2 separate regions of the Mus musculus genome follow, and region 2 is linked to region 1. A link is a contact called in public HiChIP or PLAC-seq data. All regions are on one chromosome and are shown on one strand. Each heading gives the region's core, a stretch centred on a gene start, on an enhancer-like site or on the middle of the called end of the contact. The rest is flanking DNA. Distances are from core to core; before and after follow the strand shown. Region 1 overlaps Lsg1 (large 60S subunit nuclear export GTPase 1). Region 2 overlaps Gm46565 (a long non-coding RNA gene).

Region 1 (6,908 bases), core at 2,380-4,879:
GTGTATCTCTGTGCAATGGTAGCCACATGGCACTCGCCATCTCCTAGCCACAGAGGCTGAAGGAAGGAAGTGGGTGCTGGAAGGAGAAAAATACGACAGTGTTGAGTGCCATGCTGGCCTGAGTGCCTCGTCTACATTTGCTGGATTGGAGGGGCTGCTGTCTGCTGCAGAAAGCTATCTTGCTGTTGCATCTTCTATGTGCCAGACGTCTGATTTGACATTCATGCTTTGCTGTAGCTGACACTTAGTCCTATTTTTATTGTTTAAACACATTCTTGGTCTAGATAGATGGCTCAGTGACTAAGAGCACTGCTTGTTCTTCCAGAGGTCATGAGTTCAATTCCCAGCAACCACATGGTGGCTCACAACCATCTATAGGGGGGATCTGATGCCCTCTTCAGATAGGCAGATATATATGCAGCAGAGCACTCATTTTAAATAGATAAAATTTAACAAAACACATTCTCAGAACTTGGAGGTGGTTGTTGGCAACTATAAGCTCTCTTGAGTAGTCTTGGGTTTAAATGCTTTTGTAGTGGAGCTGCCGACACGTGGTCAGTGTCGGGACCGTAATGTGAAGTCAGATGAGGGGCTGAATAACTTGGTAAACTTCACTTTGGGGTAGATGGGTACTTCTCTACCAGAAGGTAATAGAAGTCACAGTGAAGGTTTAGCAGGAAGATGACTTCTGAGCCCTCCAGGCCATAGTAGAGCAGTGGAATGTGGGAGAGATGGCCCCTGCTCCAGACTCTGGGTGCCCTTTCTGGCCTCCTCACTTATTAGCTGCAGCCAGATTATAGAACATTATTAAAACTGTGAATAATTTTGCCTTAAGGAATTAGTTTATCAACTGCTTAATGCATAAAAAGTATTTATTATTACAAATAATATAAAGAATATATATGGCAATGGTTCCTTTTCCAATAGATGTTTTTCTAATTTGAGAATGCATACACATAAATTTTTCTTGATAACCCATTGGGTCCAGTTGGCATTTCCTTTAAGTTCATGGGTGTGGGGACCTCCACTGGAGCAGGGTGGGTGGACCAGGGCCCACACCATAAAGAAAACTGACTCTCTGGAAACTTTCAGATGTCAGTAGCCCCTTGGCTAAGGGAAGAGCTCGTGAGCCCCTTCCCCACGCCAGGCTGGAATGTGGATGGCTTGATCCTGGCCTGGTCAGATCTTGAGCAGGCAGCTGTAGCTGCTGAGTTCATTGAGTGCAATGTCAAGAAGACACTGCTTCACTCTGCTCCTCAGCTCCTGGCTTTTACATGTTTCTACCCCCACTTTCTCAAGGGTCTCTGGACACTGAGTAAAGGAAGTGGGGTGCCCACTGTTTGTGGCTGACTCCCACACTCCCCAGACACTTCTCTGCACGGGAGGTAGTTGTGAGCTTCCGTGCTAAGTGCTAAGTGCTGTGTCAACAGTGGTCTCCTTTACTTTACAGTAACTGGATTGTCTCCCTTTCCCCCCAGTGATATTGTGGTCCAGATCGTAGATGCTCGAAACCCGCTCCTGTTTAGATGTGAGGATTTGGTAAGTGAACTTTGCCTTGGGTCCTTGGCAGCCTTCCTCAGCAGTGACTGAGCAAGCCTTCCATCTTCTCTAGCTGAGTCTAGTCTAACTCAGACTCCCTGTTCTTCAAAGCCGAGAACTTACACACTGCCGCTCTGTAGACAGGTTTGCTTCAGCAGGTGTTCCCATCTGTAGAGAGCATAGACATTGGAATCCACGTTCTAGCTGCTGGTTAGCAGGCCCTTTCATGCTAGCCATTTGCTGGTCTCTTGTCTTCAGGAGCCAAGTCAGAATGGCATTTGCTTTTCCTCAGGATATTCCCGTCACTGTTTAATCCACTCCAGAGTTCTCTCTTCACACCTTACTACACCTGTACTAGTTTACAGATGAACTAAGCTCATTAATACAGTGTTAGGCGTAAGGATTATTGAAAATGACGTGATCCAATTGAACTCATGGTGCATATGTGCGGTGTACATTTTTCTATGTGAAGACCATAGTGGTTTCTCTCAACTCATGAACAGCAAAAAATATTAATGGTAGACTTTTTTTCAGAGCTCACAGAGAGGATCAGTTAGTAGAAGCATCAAAAGCTCTAATCTTTGAGTTAGAAAGTGATTTAAGGACATCCTTGGAGATGGCTCAGCAGGTTAAAGGAACTTGCTGCACAAGCCTAGTGACCAAAGTCTGACCTCTACATACATGGTAGAGCATGTGTAGGTTCATGTATACACACAAAAATAGTTTTTTTTTTTAAAGAAAATGATTTAAGCCGGGTAATGGTGGTTCACGCCTTTAACGGGAGGCAGAGGCAGGCAGATTCGAGGCCAGCCTAGTATACAGAGTGAGTTCCAGGACAACCAGGGCTACACAGAGAAACCCTGTCTCGAAAAACCAAGGGGGGGGGGGGGGGAGACAGAGACAGAGAGAGAGAGAGATTGATTTAAGCCTGGTAGTAATGTTGCTTGCCTTTAATCCCAGCACTCAGACAGATCTCTGAGTTCAAGGCCACCCTGGCCTACAGAGTTAAGTTCCAGGATAACCAAGGCTACACAGAGAAACTCTGTCTCAAAAAAACAAAACAACTACAAAAAAGAAAGTGATTTGGGGTTGGGGTTTGATTCAGCTTTAATTGGGAATCTGTGGTGCTGATGAGCCCAGCTGTTGTCTGAGGACTGGAAATGTCTGTCTTTATAGGAGTGTTACGTGAAAGAGATCGATGCTGCCAAGGAGAACGTGATCCTGATAAACAAGGCAGACTTGCTGACTGCTGAGCAGCGGTTTGCCTGGGCTGTGCACTTTGAAAAGGAAGGGGTAAAGGTTATCTTCTGGTCAGCTTTGGCAGAAACTGATCACCTAAATGGTGACTTGAAGGTAATGGGCTGGGGGCCTTTCTCAAGGTGGGTTTTGGGGTTGCCTTATTTCTGACTAATGTGTTTTGTTTATATTGGTGATTTGTAAGGATTACTTTGTTTGGGGATTCCCCTCCCCCCAGTTCAGTGATTACAGGAGAGCCTATAAAAATATTTAAAAATCTGTAACCAGACCACATGGATACTTTGTGATTTCATATACTCTTTCATGCCGTACCGTATACTCTTTCGCATCTGAGACCTTAACTTTTTTAATCTTCAGGAAGTTGTCTAAGAAGTTTCATATTTTTTTTTAATTATTAATTTGCTTTTAAGAGAAACTTCACAGTGCACAGGGTACAACTGAAGAGTGTAGGCAATTTCTTTTATCTTTAACCAAGTTTTACTAAAACTTAAAGTCTATTAAAAAATCAGTCCTGGTATCTTTGATATTTAGAAGACACTTAGAAGTGATATTTTCCCCTCTTCTTTTATCTTTTGGCTTTTTAATGGGTGTTAATATAGGTGATGTGCATGCTGGACTATCTCTATGCGTTCCAGGCCAGCCTGATCTACATAGTGAATTCATGACTGACAGGGCTACAGAGAGAAAACCTGTCTGGGGGGGGGGGGGGGGGAGATCTGTGAATACAACCCCCTCTCGTGGATGAACTCATTATTTACTGAGCTCTACACTCCAGTGAAAGAAATCCCTCCCTCCTTCCGTTTCCCTGTTGGAAGGTCACATTATCTGTCAGTGGCTAATTAGTGCTGAGGGCCTAGCAGTGGTACAGTGCTTGCCCAGGCATGCAAAAGTTTGCCTCCAGCAATGGCAGGGCACCAAGGCCAGGCAGCTTTAATCTCTAAAGTCAGAAGCCGTTTCCCTACAGTGACACTAAGCTAGCTCCAGTTGTTGATCTGAGGGTTTGTTCTTTGTCGTCTTGGTTTCTTCCTCTGCCAGTGTTCAGTTCTTGCCCTCAGCTACCTCATAGATGCCATTTTGGGGCTCTCATCTTGGTGCTTATCCATTTCTGTTATGATTACCACTAACATTGATGGATAATGGAGCACAGTGTTTATCCCACATGCCTGCTAAGGGACATACAGAAAGATTGAGATTTCTAGAATGGAAACCTAGCTAGAAACTTGACTCGGGGAGTTAAAGTGTTTGCTTTCAAGCATGACGGCTCAAGTGTTGTGATGCTTGCCTTTAGTCCCAGCACTTGCAAGGCAGAGATAGGCAAATCTCTGAGTTCAAGGACAACCTGGTCTACATAGTGAGCTCCTGTCTATTATCATGGTCATCACCAATCTAGAATGAAATTTTGCAGCCTCTGAATTTCACACACAGGGGTCTGTGCTCTTTTTTACTTAAGATCAAAAGACTTTGGTACTTTTTGACATATTTAAAACAATTATAAAATCAGAACAAGGTTGGGGATGGTGTACTGCTTGCTTCATATGCAAAAGCCCCTGGGCTCAGTCTTAGCTCTGCAGCAACAGAGCAACAGAAGTGAAGGTCTGCCCTGCTAGGGGCATCTGCTGATGTCCACCTATGTGCTTGCCTGCCCATATGCTGGTCTCCAGCATAGTATTTCCTGTTCTTCCATCACTAGCCTCTGTGTGTAAAGTGCGGTTACACAGGTCTGAAGCTTTGTGGTTTCTGTCACTTCATCAGGAGGAAGTAGACAGTGTTGCTGGAGACACCAACAAAACAGAGTCTGAAAGCTCCAGTTTGGATGCGAATGAAATCCCACACAGAGACTTGATCTCGCTTAGTGAGGAGTCCGCAAGTGACAGTGGTGACAGCAAATATGAGGACTGTCAGGAGGACGAAGAGGAAGATTGGCAGACGTGTTCAGAAGAAGACAGCGTCCCTGAGGAGGAGGAGGGCTGTAATGCGGATTCTGAGACTCAGAACAGAAAAAACGCAGAAAATCAACAAGTGAACAATGATAGCTACCTGGTGTCGAAACAGGAATTACTGGAACTCTTTAAGAAACTCCACACTGGAAAGAAAGTGAAAGATGGACAGCTAACTGTTGGGCTGGTAAGATGAAGGACACTGAAGCCAGCACATGAGAGAGCCTGCAGCAGTCCCTGTCCTTCCACAGCTACAGGTGGACCCACACAGTCAGGCAGGCTTCTGCACCACAGGGAAGACACAGGGAAGGTATCATGGGGTGAGGCAGTGGAGGGGCAGGGTCTGACTCAAAGGGAACATCTCAGGGTTATATTGTCACCACACATGTTTATATTAAATGTGTTCTATAGACTCCTTCCAGTTCAGGTCTTTGTCACATCCGTTGCTGAGAGGTGAGAATGAGACAGGTTTTGACATTGCCAGACTTCAGTGCGGTGTTCTGTAGACATCCTGGCATCCTTGCCAGCTTATGCTGTTTCAGATGCCGTTAGTTAGGGAGAATCCCAGCCTTGGCCAGACAAACTATGACAGATACTTTTATTGTATAAAGATAACAAAAATGGAAAGGGTAGCTGCTATCGCAGCTATATGGCCTAATTGTAAAGGATACAGCCCGGCTCTACGTGGCTCGTCCTTAGCTAAGGACGTGGAGGCTGTCAGGGACAGCATATATAAGAAAGCTCATTCCAGAGAAGCAAAACAAGGTAGAGAGAGGCTGTAGCAGGTCGGGTCTCTCAGCTCTTCAGTTAGTGTGAGGTGTAGATCCTGTGTTTAGCTCTCTCTCCTGTGTTCCATCCACCACCTAAAGCAGCAGAAGGCCACTTACAATGTAGGGGCTAGAGAGATGCCTCAGCAATTGAGAGAGCGCTGGCTACTTTCACAGAGGTGAAAAGGTCCATGTGGCAGCTCACAGGGATCTGGCCCTCTTCTGGCCTCCGTGAGCACTGCCTGCAGGTGCTGCACACACAGAAGTGAACACACCCATAGTGAGAGTAATTTTTAAAAAATGCTGAAGTAAAATGGCATTTCACTGTAGGGTACTGGCTAAAGGTCTGCCTCCAGGGTTAGATAGGCGTGGCATAATTCTTTTTTTTTTTTTTTTAAGATTTATTTATTATTTATTTATTATTATATGTAAGTACACTGTAGCTCTCTTCAGACACTCCAGAAGGGGGAGTCAGATCTCATTACAGATGGTTGTGAGCCACCATGTGGTTGCTGGGATTTGAACTCTGGACCTTCGGAAGAGCAGTCGGGTGCTCTTACCTGCTGAGCCATCTCACCAGCCCCCGTGGTGTAATTCTTAATTCCACACTCAACTAACCTTAACATGAAAGTTTCTTAATTTCTCTGAGATTTAAGGCTATATTCTCTGTTCCAGAAAGTACTTTTCGTGTGTATTGGAAAACCTGGTTTCTCTATCTGTGTCTTTGATTTCTAGAAATAAAGTAGCCTCCCTTGCTTTCTGCATTCCTCACTCTGGGCATCTAGAGAGTGTCTTAAGTGTTCTGCAGAAATCATCTGCCCCATCCCACTGAGTCCTGACTAAAAAGCACTGCCGATTATAGATGCTGGGAAGTTAGGGTTGTTGGTCTGGTGTTGGCTACACCCCCTTGTTGACAATGCAGTGGAAACAGTGACACACCTCCTAGGGAGGCGCTGGGCATGAGGTGGGGTTTGCTACAGGGCCAGCAGCCATGTCTGCGCCACATAGCTGCACCACATGTCAGGTAGGAGGCTAAGTCTAAAAGCCAAGAAATAAAAGACAGACATACAGAGCATCTGTTAAATAGTCTTTCAGATCAGCCAGGCACTTACCTAGCATCTCCAACACTCAGGTGACCTGTGGTTCTCTTCTAGGTGGGCTACCCTAATGTTGGTAAGAGCTCAACCATCAACACCATCATGGGCAACAAGAAAGTATCGGTGTCTGCCACGCCAGGCCACACCAAGCATTTCCAGGTATGTCCCCGTTGTTCGTCCCAGCACTCCTCTTCCTTCCACTTGCCATGTGCCGTCATAACCTGCTGTGTGACTTTCAGACCCTGTACGTGGAGCCTGGCCTCTGCCTGTGTGACTGCCCGGGCCTGGTGATGCCATCTTTCGTGTCCACC
Region 2 (7,312 bases), core at 3,655-6,154, 370 kb before region 1:
TGTGGTGATGGTGAAGAGAAATTCTCCTGACCCGTGGATCACAGGATTTCACAATTCACAAACAAGCACTGGTGGGGGCAGAGCCCTTTATTTTCATAACCTCATTTTGCCTTACAGCTGTGTCCCTCAAGGAAGGGAAAGGAATGATGACCACCATCTAGCATGTAGGCGAAACTGAGGCTCATCGTGGTGAAGTTATTTGCCAAAGCTCGCCCTACTTTCACATTGTATATAGAACTGGCACTAGGCTAGAGGACCTCTGAGTCCCAGCTCTCCTGTCCCTGTAAGAGCCCTGGCATGTGTGCGTGAAGATGCTATGGTAAAGCCTAATGCTTTGATATTAGTGTAAAATAATTATAGAAACATGAAACGTTCCTTTTGTTTAAATCCAAACAAAAGAACCAAACATTGCCAGGCTTAGAGGGGTGCACCTTTAATCCCAGCACTCAGGAAGGAGGCAGAGGCTGGCAGATCTCTGTGAGTTCGAAGCCAGCCTGGTCTGCACTGCAAGTTCCAGGCCAGCAATGATTACAGAGCGAGACCCTGTCTCAAAAAGAAAAAGTAAACAGAGACGTGAACATGGATGTCTCTGGGAGGTGCTTTGTCTCCAGCACCCACATCCACGACATCCCCTGCGTGAAGGCAGACACGGCCCTTAGTCAACAGCTATCTTATCCTCTCCTGGGAAGAGACAATGAGGAAGGAAGTAGGTGACCATCTAGGGAAATGACAAAGGGCACAGAAGGCAATTTGACAGATAGTTCCAGAAAGTTCTGGAAAGTTTTAGCTGGTCTTGTTAGGGCTGGCCTTTCCAAGACCAACAATGAGCAAGGGAAGTCTGTTGGGGTGCAGGTAGAAGGGAAGGAACTCCAACACACTGTTGGGGTGACCAGAAGGCCAGCATGCTCAAGGCATAGAGAGAAGGGTGGGGTGCGCAGTCAGCTCACAGAGAGCTGACAGGCTTCTTCAGCTGCAGGAAGGAAAGACCTGGTCATTGTGTAGGGGCGATGTCATCAGGGAGATCGGGTAGCAGGAATAAAATAGTTTGGGTCGAGGTGCTAGCAGTTTGGGTTAGAAGAGAAGAAGCAGGAAGTGTTTTGCAGGGGAGCATCAGGGGCCTTTGAGGATCAGAGCTGTAGGCGGGGTTGGGATGAGCACTGGGCTGGCTTGATTTGTCAGTTTGACACAAACTATAGTCACCTGAGAAGAGGGCACCGAAACTGAGAAAATATTTCCAGAAGATTGGGCTGAGGGCAGTCTGTAGGTATTGTCTTAATTAGTGATTGATGGGGGACGGCCCAGCCCACTGTGAGTGGTGCCATCCTTGGGTGGTCCTGGGTTCTGTAAGAAAGCAGGGTGTGGAAGTCATCGGGAGCAAGCCAGTAAGCAGCACCCCTCCATGGCCTCTGCATCAGGTTCCTGCCCTGTTTGAGTTCCTTTTCTGACTTCCCTCAATGGTGGACTGTCGCCTGGGAGTATATCCTGAAGCAAACCCTTTCCTCACCAAGTTTTCTGGGTCATGGTGTCTCATCACAGCAATGGAAACCCTGACTAATTGAAGCAGGAAGAGGAAGCTATGCCAGGTGTACTCTTTCTCTTTCCTACGCTGTTGGCTAGGACAGTCAGGAGCGTGACTTTATCAAGACAGAAAAGAATTGAAAAAGAGAAGTGTTGAGGGAGGGGAAGAAACCAAGCATCTTGTTTTGGTTTGGTCTGTCTGTCTCTTTGACACGGGTTCCCACTATGTAGCTCAGACTGGCTCCAAAGTTGGCATCCTTCTGTCCCAGTGGCTCACATTCTGGGATTACAGGCACAGGTAGCTATGCCTAGTGAGTGTCCTATGACTGTCAAGGGAATTAAAGGTGTTTGTTGAACAAGTACAAACAGCTCCCCAACAAGTTGGGGCTCTGAGGAGCTGTTGAGAAGATGTGTCAATTCTGGGAGTCAATTGTATGGTTTGGTTCAGGAAGTAACTGATGGCATACTGCTTCCTCTTCACCCTTTAGAAGTCACCCCCAAACAGAGGAGAACAAAGCCCCAAGGTAAACCTCAAGTCCAGTGAAATGAAAGACGTCTGTAGCTTCAGATCATGCTACTCAGAGATGGGGAGTGGGTCAGACGGAGAGCCGTCATTGTTTACCTGAGAATACGCCTCCATCCGTATGCTCAAGAGACAGAGCTGTAGACAGCAAGAAGCTAGGTTACCGGGAGGAAGCCCTGGAAGGCAAAGGAGTGGGAGGCGCTGGACGAGAAGAGAGGAAGGGTGACCAAGGACATGGCAGCTGGCAATGGATAAAGTGTAACAATGTGTACCGAAAGTCAGCCCCACCCAGGCTCCCACCAGTGAGTGTGCTCTCCCTGTCATGCTGGGGACTGGGACTTTCTTCTCTGAAGAAGATGAGCCTGGAAGGTTGGAGAGCCGGGTAGGATGGGGAAGCCAGACTAAGCAAGGAGCTAGCACAGTATGAACGCTGAAGACCAGGGCTGTCCCGCCCATGCTGCCCGACTTGAGGACTGCTGCCAGGCTCTTATCCTGACAGGTATTTTGAAGCACCCTTGTACTTTCTGTAGATACTGAACTGCCCAGGAAAACCTGTAGTGATTGCCATTTGAAGGTCTAAGTGAAAATACCAGTGGACCCCACCGAGCATCCTACAAAGAGGTCCACAAGTCTCCTGCCATCTGTGCAGCCAGGTTTCCTGTTAGCATTTGGCCATAGCGGGATAGCCATGGTTCATCAGATGCCCAAGGAAAGCCTTCCACACAGAAGACAGGGATCCAAACAGTCAGAGGAGAACTCACTCAAGTGAAATGCACGACGGAAAAGAAAATGTCAAATGAACCGCTTCCTCAAGAAGATTAGAAGGCGATCTAATTATAAAGAATAGGCATACCCATGAAAGGTTCCCAGGAATTAGAAACAAAAGCTAAGCTGGGAAATCCCATGGGCAGAAGGCAAGCATGATCGGGTGATATATTTAAGGAAACCCTCCTGGCTCCCAAAAGGCACTCACAGGTAGAAAACCAGGCAAAAAGAGATGTCCCAAATTCTGCCCAATGGGAATTGTAGAGAAAGAAACACGAGAAAGTTGGAAAGTGATTACCAAAGAAATAATAACAAGAAGGTTCCAAGACTGGAGGCCATACGTGTCTTGTCCAGTGAACGATGACATGCGTGAAATCAATGTGAAATACAAGACTATCAGAGAGAGGATATTGAATATCTATTAGAGCATGGAATGTGAACAGAGACTAGAGACATCTTCAGAGACAAAAATGCCAGGATATTGGCTTCCCATTAGCTAGCTATCTCAGGGAAACTTCTGGAGGAAAACTGCTCCCATGAGGAAGGAAACCAAAGAATGTATGAGGGCCAGGAGGTGGGAGACCATCTCGGACTAAAGGGGGCGCCCAGGAGGCAGGAGACCACCGAGGACTGAAGGGGGTGCCCAGGCAGTCAAAAGGAACTGAAGGCTGGAGAGGGAGGGGGAGGAGGCTGGGCATGGCAGTCCTGGAGGAGAACAGAACTGGCAAAGTTTAGTGATGAGTTCAACCCTGCAAAACCTTCGGTGACAGACTTTAAGGATATGGGTTGACCTAGCCAGATGGTAAGAGAAAGCTAAGCAAACCAAAATCATTAACTCTAGTGAAATAAAAATAAAAGATGTTCGCTATGAGTGAAAGATATTAACATAATCATATCAATAAAATGCTATTATAGATTTTTTTAGTTAATTTTTAAAAAATTAATGGCTTAGTGGATAAAGGCCTTTGACACCAAGGTCGATGACCTGTGTGCTATCCCCAGGACCTACATGGTGGATGTAGAGAACCAACATTGGCAAGTTGTCCTCTGTTCTCTGCATGTATACAATGGCACATACACACATCTACACACATTCACACATGCACAACACACATACATGTACATACACATGTGCACATACACAAACACAAATAAATGAATAATTAAAATATCTTATTTTCTATAGTAGTTAATTAATAGATAATATAAATTCCTTATTAAGGGGCTAGAGAAAAGGCTCAGAGGCTAAGTATGTACCACTCTTGAAGAGGACCTGAATTCTGTTCCAACACTCACATCCAGCGGATCACAACTGCCTGGAACCCCAGCTCCAGGGGAACTGATACCCTCTACTGGCTAATCTGAGTATTGCAACTATTCCTTCTCTTCCCCCTCTTTCCACCTCCCCCTCCCTTCCCCCCTCTCTCCCACTCTTCCTCCTGCCTCGCTCTTTGACTTAAATAAAACTATTTACACTAAATATTTAGATAAAAGAAGTCACTGGTATTTAAAGTTTCAGGACTGATTAACGTTCCTAACCAGAGAGTGTAAATAATAATATAATAATAATAATAATAATAATAATAATAATAATAATAATAATAATAATAATAATGAGAAGAAGGAGGAGGAGGAGGAGGAGGAGGAGGAGGAGAAGGAGAAGGAGAAGGAGAAGGAGAAGGAGAAGGAGAAGGAGAAGGAGAAGGAGAAGGAGAAGGAGAAGGAGAAGAAGAAGAAGAAGAAGAAGAAGAAGAAGAAGAAGAAGAAGAAGAAGAAGAAGAAGAAGAAGCAGCAGCAGCAACAGCAGTCCCCAGGGCCCTGGGCCTCCCAACACATAGATCTGCTGATCTGAGGATGAGACCCTTGTAGAGGATGTGAGAGGAACGTACCCAGGCTAAGACTTTCTAAGGAGGCAGCAAACATCTGCTAACACGAACTGCTGAATTAGGAGCCTTGGGTCAGTGGCCTTGGCTCTTAACATCTGACAGCTGGAATGTGCTGGTTAACCCATCCTCAGAGGAGTTTACAATGTAGGATTTCTGCCCATGCCCGGCCAATGTGTGACTTACAAAAACATCTGCTTTGGAAATCCCCAGTTTAAACAACAAAACAAAACAAAAGCCCTCCCCCGGCATCTGCAGTATTCTTGGTCCTGCTGATTCAATGCACAGGAACTGCAAGTCTTTGTTTCCAGGATAGATGCTATTTCCTCTGACCTCTGTGCTGACCTTTAGTTAACAGAAACAAAAGAGGGGTTCAGTAGAGCCCAGAGGACTGTGGTTTAAGCAGGAGGGAGGGCTGGGCTAATACTGTGGACTCTGCAAAAGTACTAAAATTGAAATTATTTGGGGACCATGAATGCAATAGGATTTTAATCTGTACCCTTTAGACATAGCTTGCCAGCCTGACCTTTCTGCGCAGAGTGGATTTACTGTGGGTGACTGTCACTGTATTACTGTGGCCTTTCAACTCCTGCCCCCAGTGGAGAAGAGCCTTCCCGTGTGTGGCCCCGGGTGTTCTCTTGTCAGGGACAAATGTGTCTTTCCCAGGGATTTTGTCGTCTCTTTATTAAATACGACATCATTAAAAATTAAATTGCACAAATCTTCAATTAAGTCTCTTCACATCTTTTCCATATGTTGTGCTGGGGCTTGCATCCTAGGCAACTGTTCTGCACGGAGCCGCTTCCTCAGACCTTGCCCTCAGTTCAACTTTGAAGCAAAGGTAATATTGGAAACTTACCCATGTGTAGATATTTACTGTAGCTTGTGCTTACTGCTTGAGGTTAGATTTATGTCCACGTGGTGGCGGTACAGTTGGGGCCAGATGTTTCCAGGTTCTTGGTGTCTTGTTGAAAGAACTGAAAACACTCATGCACGCACCATGAATAGTAAGTAGCAAGCAGAATTTTTGTGCAGAAGCAATGTATAGGCCACATACCCCAGGAGAGAGTGGGCTCTGAGCGAGTACTCGCCAGCACTACGTGACCATTTGGGGATTTCTTTTATTGGTCTACGAAGAGGAGGAAGAGTTAGTTGCTAAGGGGCAAGGGACAAGGGACAAGGGACAAGGGACAGGTAGTTTCCTGGTTTGATTGACAGGCTTGAGTTATGTAAGCCTTTGTTTACTGTAAATGTCCTTTCCCACAATGCGTCTGTTTTTAATCATTTGCACATCCAATTATGCATAGACATTAGGTGATAAATAAGATTTTTCACCTAAAAGTTTATTTTAAGAACACAGTTTTCTTCCCATTCACTCTGCCTAATTCTCAGTCAGACATTGTAGACCACAAAGTGGAAGTGACTAACAGTGCCAGGGACCCATCGCTTTGAGGAACCAGATTGCCTTGGGAGAGGGGTATGCATGCAGCTTATCCAAGGTTGCTAAGTGATTTGCTGGGAAAACAATGTGTATTGCTTAAGTCAAATGGAGTCTGATTTGCTAAGCTATCCCTGCGTGTGCCAACCTCAGTGGAAATACTATGTGAGCATATGGTAGACTACCCAGCCTCTTTACCCAGTCCCACATCGGTGACACCAGGTTGGTAATTTGAAATTTGGGGACATTTACACCACAGAAAACTGACAAGTGCCACAAGCTGGACAGCTTTGTGTTTCAGAGAGAGTAACTTAGTCTGTATGAGGCATCTAATGCTTATACAAGTCTTTGCATGTTTCTTGTCCATATATAGATAGATGTGTGTGTGGGTGGGTGGGTACATGAATGGATCAATGGATGGATGGATGGATGGATGGATGGATGGATGGATGGATGGATACATGGATGGATGGGTACATGGATGGATGGATGGATGGATGGATGGATGGATGGATGGCTTGGTGGATGGATGAGTAGATGGATGGATGAATGGCAACTTCACTTTCTGACAGTACCTAGAGCCTAAAGACCAAGTTCTCAGGCTATGAAACTACAGAGCATGAGTGGTGCACAATTCTAGCCTGGCCCTGCCCTGTGTTTGGCTGAAAGGCCTATTGATGTGCTGAATTGTCAGCATGGAAAGTAGGCAGCTTGCACTGAGAAGCTGGCCATTTCCTTCCTCCATGGTTCTAGGACAATAAAGCATTTCCTACAGCGGGTGGATGCCTTCTTCGCCATGTCTGCAAGTGGTACAGGCTGTGAGCAGACAGGACTGCACCCTCAACACTACTCATATTCACAGAGCTTTGTGGGCAGCTAGGCTGGGGGTGGGGTGGGGGAGTCAAGCATAGCTCAGGCCAGAAGCTCTCTAAAAGGAGGTACAAATGGTGACAGCAGATATGACCATTAACTCAGCAGTCTCCGCCCTGGCTGCGGTAGCAGCTGTTGGGAAGCCCCTAGCACCCATGTCTGAGCCCTGTGAAGTGGAGAAGATTCTAACCTCAGCTCAGCGTTCAGTGCTCTGCATGACCTGGCACACATTACTTCACTGCTCTTAACTTAAATTTCATATCTATAAGTAATGGGATGAGTCAGAGTTATTTTATGGGGGGGGGGGTAGAATCT

Evidence for each region. HiChIP or PLAC-seq counts read pairs in DNA pulled down with a chosen protein or histone mark.
Region 2: an H3K27ac HiChIP or PLAC-seq map of embryonic stem cells shows a contact between it and region 1, with 6 times the contacts expected there. The contact joins two enhancer-like sites. A contact is called at or near these places in 1 of 39 promoter capture datasets (macrophages), 7 of 484 Hi-C or Micro-C datasets (bone marrow-derived macrophages and embryonic stem cells), 30 of 115 datasets of contacts at active chromatin or transcription factors (the 230-238 cell line, the HPC-7 cell line, the SCID.adh cell line and 17 more) and 3 of 9 other capture datasets (adipose tissue, liver and macrophages).

The regions. Positions count from the first base shown.
Region 1 is chr16:30,569,177-30,576,084 of GRCm38.p6, reverse strand. Lsg1 (large 60S subunit nuclear export GTPase 1) reads left to right here. Exons shown (of 14, transcript NM_178069.5): 6 at 1,479-1,539; 7 at 2,716-2,892; 8 at 4,549-4,920; 9 at 6,655-6,756; 10 at 6,837-6,908. Among named protein-coding and RNA genes, the nearest start is that of Lsg1, 15 kb to the left of the region's middle. Within about 2 kb of position 3,629, at least 34 of the 459 cell types and tissues checked have an H3K27ac peak or open chromatin away from gene starts, as enhancers often do. A contact at or near this core is called in embryonic stem cells, where this site is marked.
Region 2 is chr16:30,937,718-30,945,029 of GRCm38.p6, reverse strand. All of the region lies in intron 1 of Gm46565 (a long non-coding RNA gene), which reads left to right. Among named protein-coding and RNA genes, the nearest start is that of Gm46565, 11 kb to the left of the region's middle. Within about 2 kb of position 4,904, at least 30 of the 459 cell types and tissues checked have an H3K27ac peak or open chromatin away from gene starts, as enhancers often do. A contact at or near this core is called in embryonic stem cells, where this site is marked.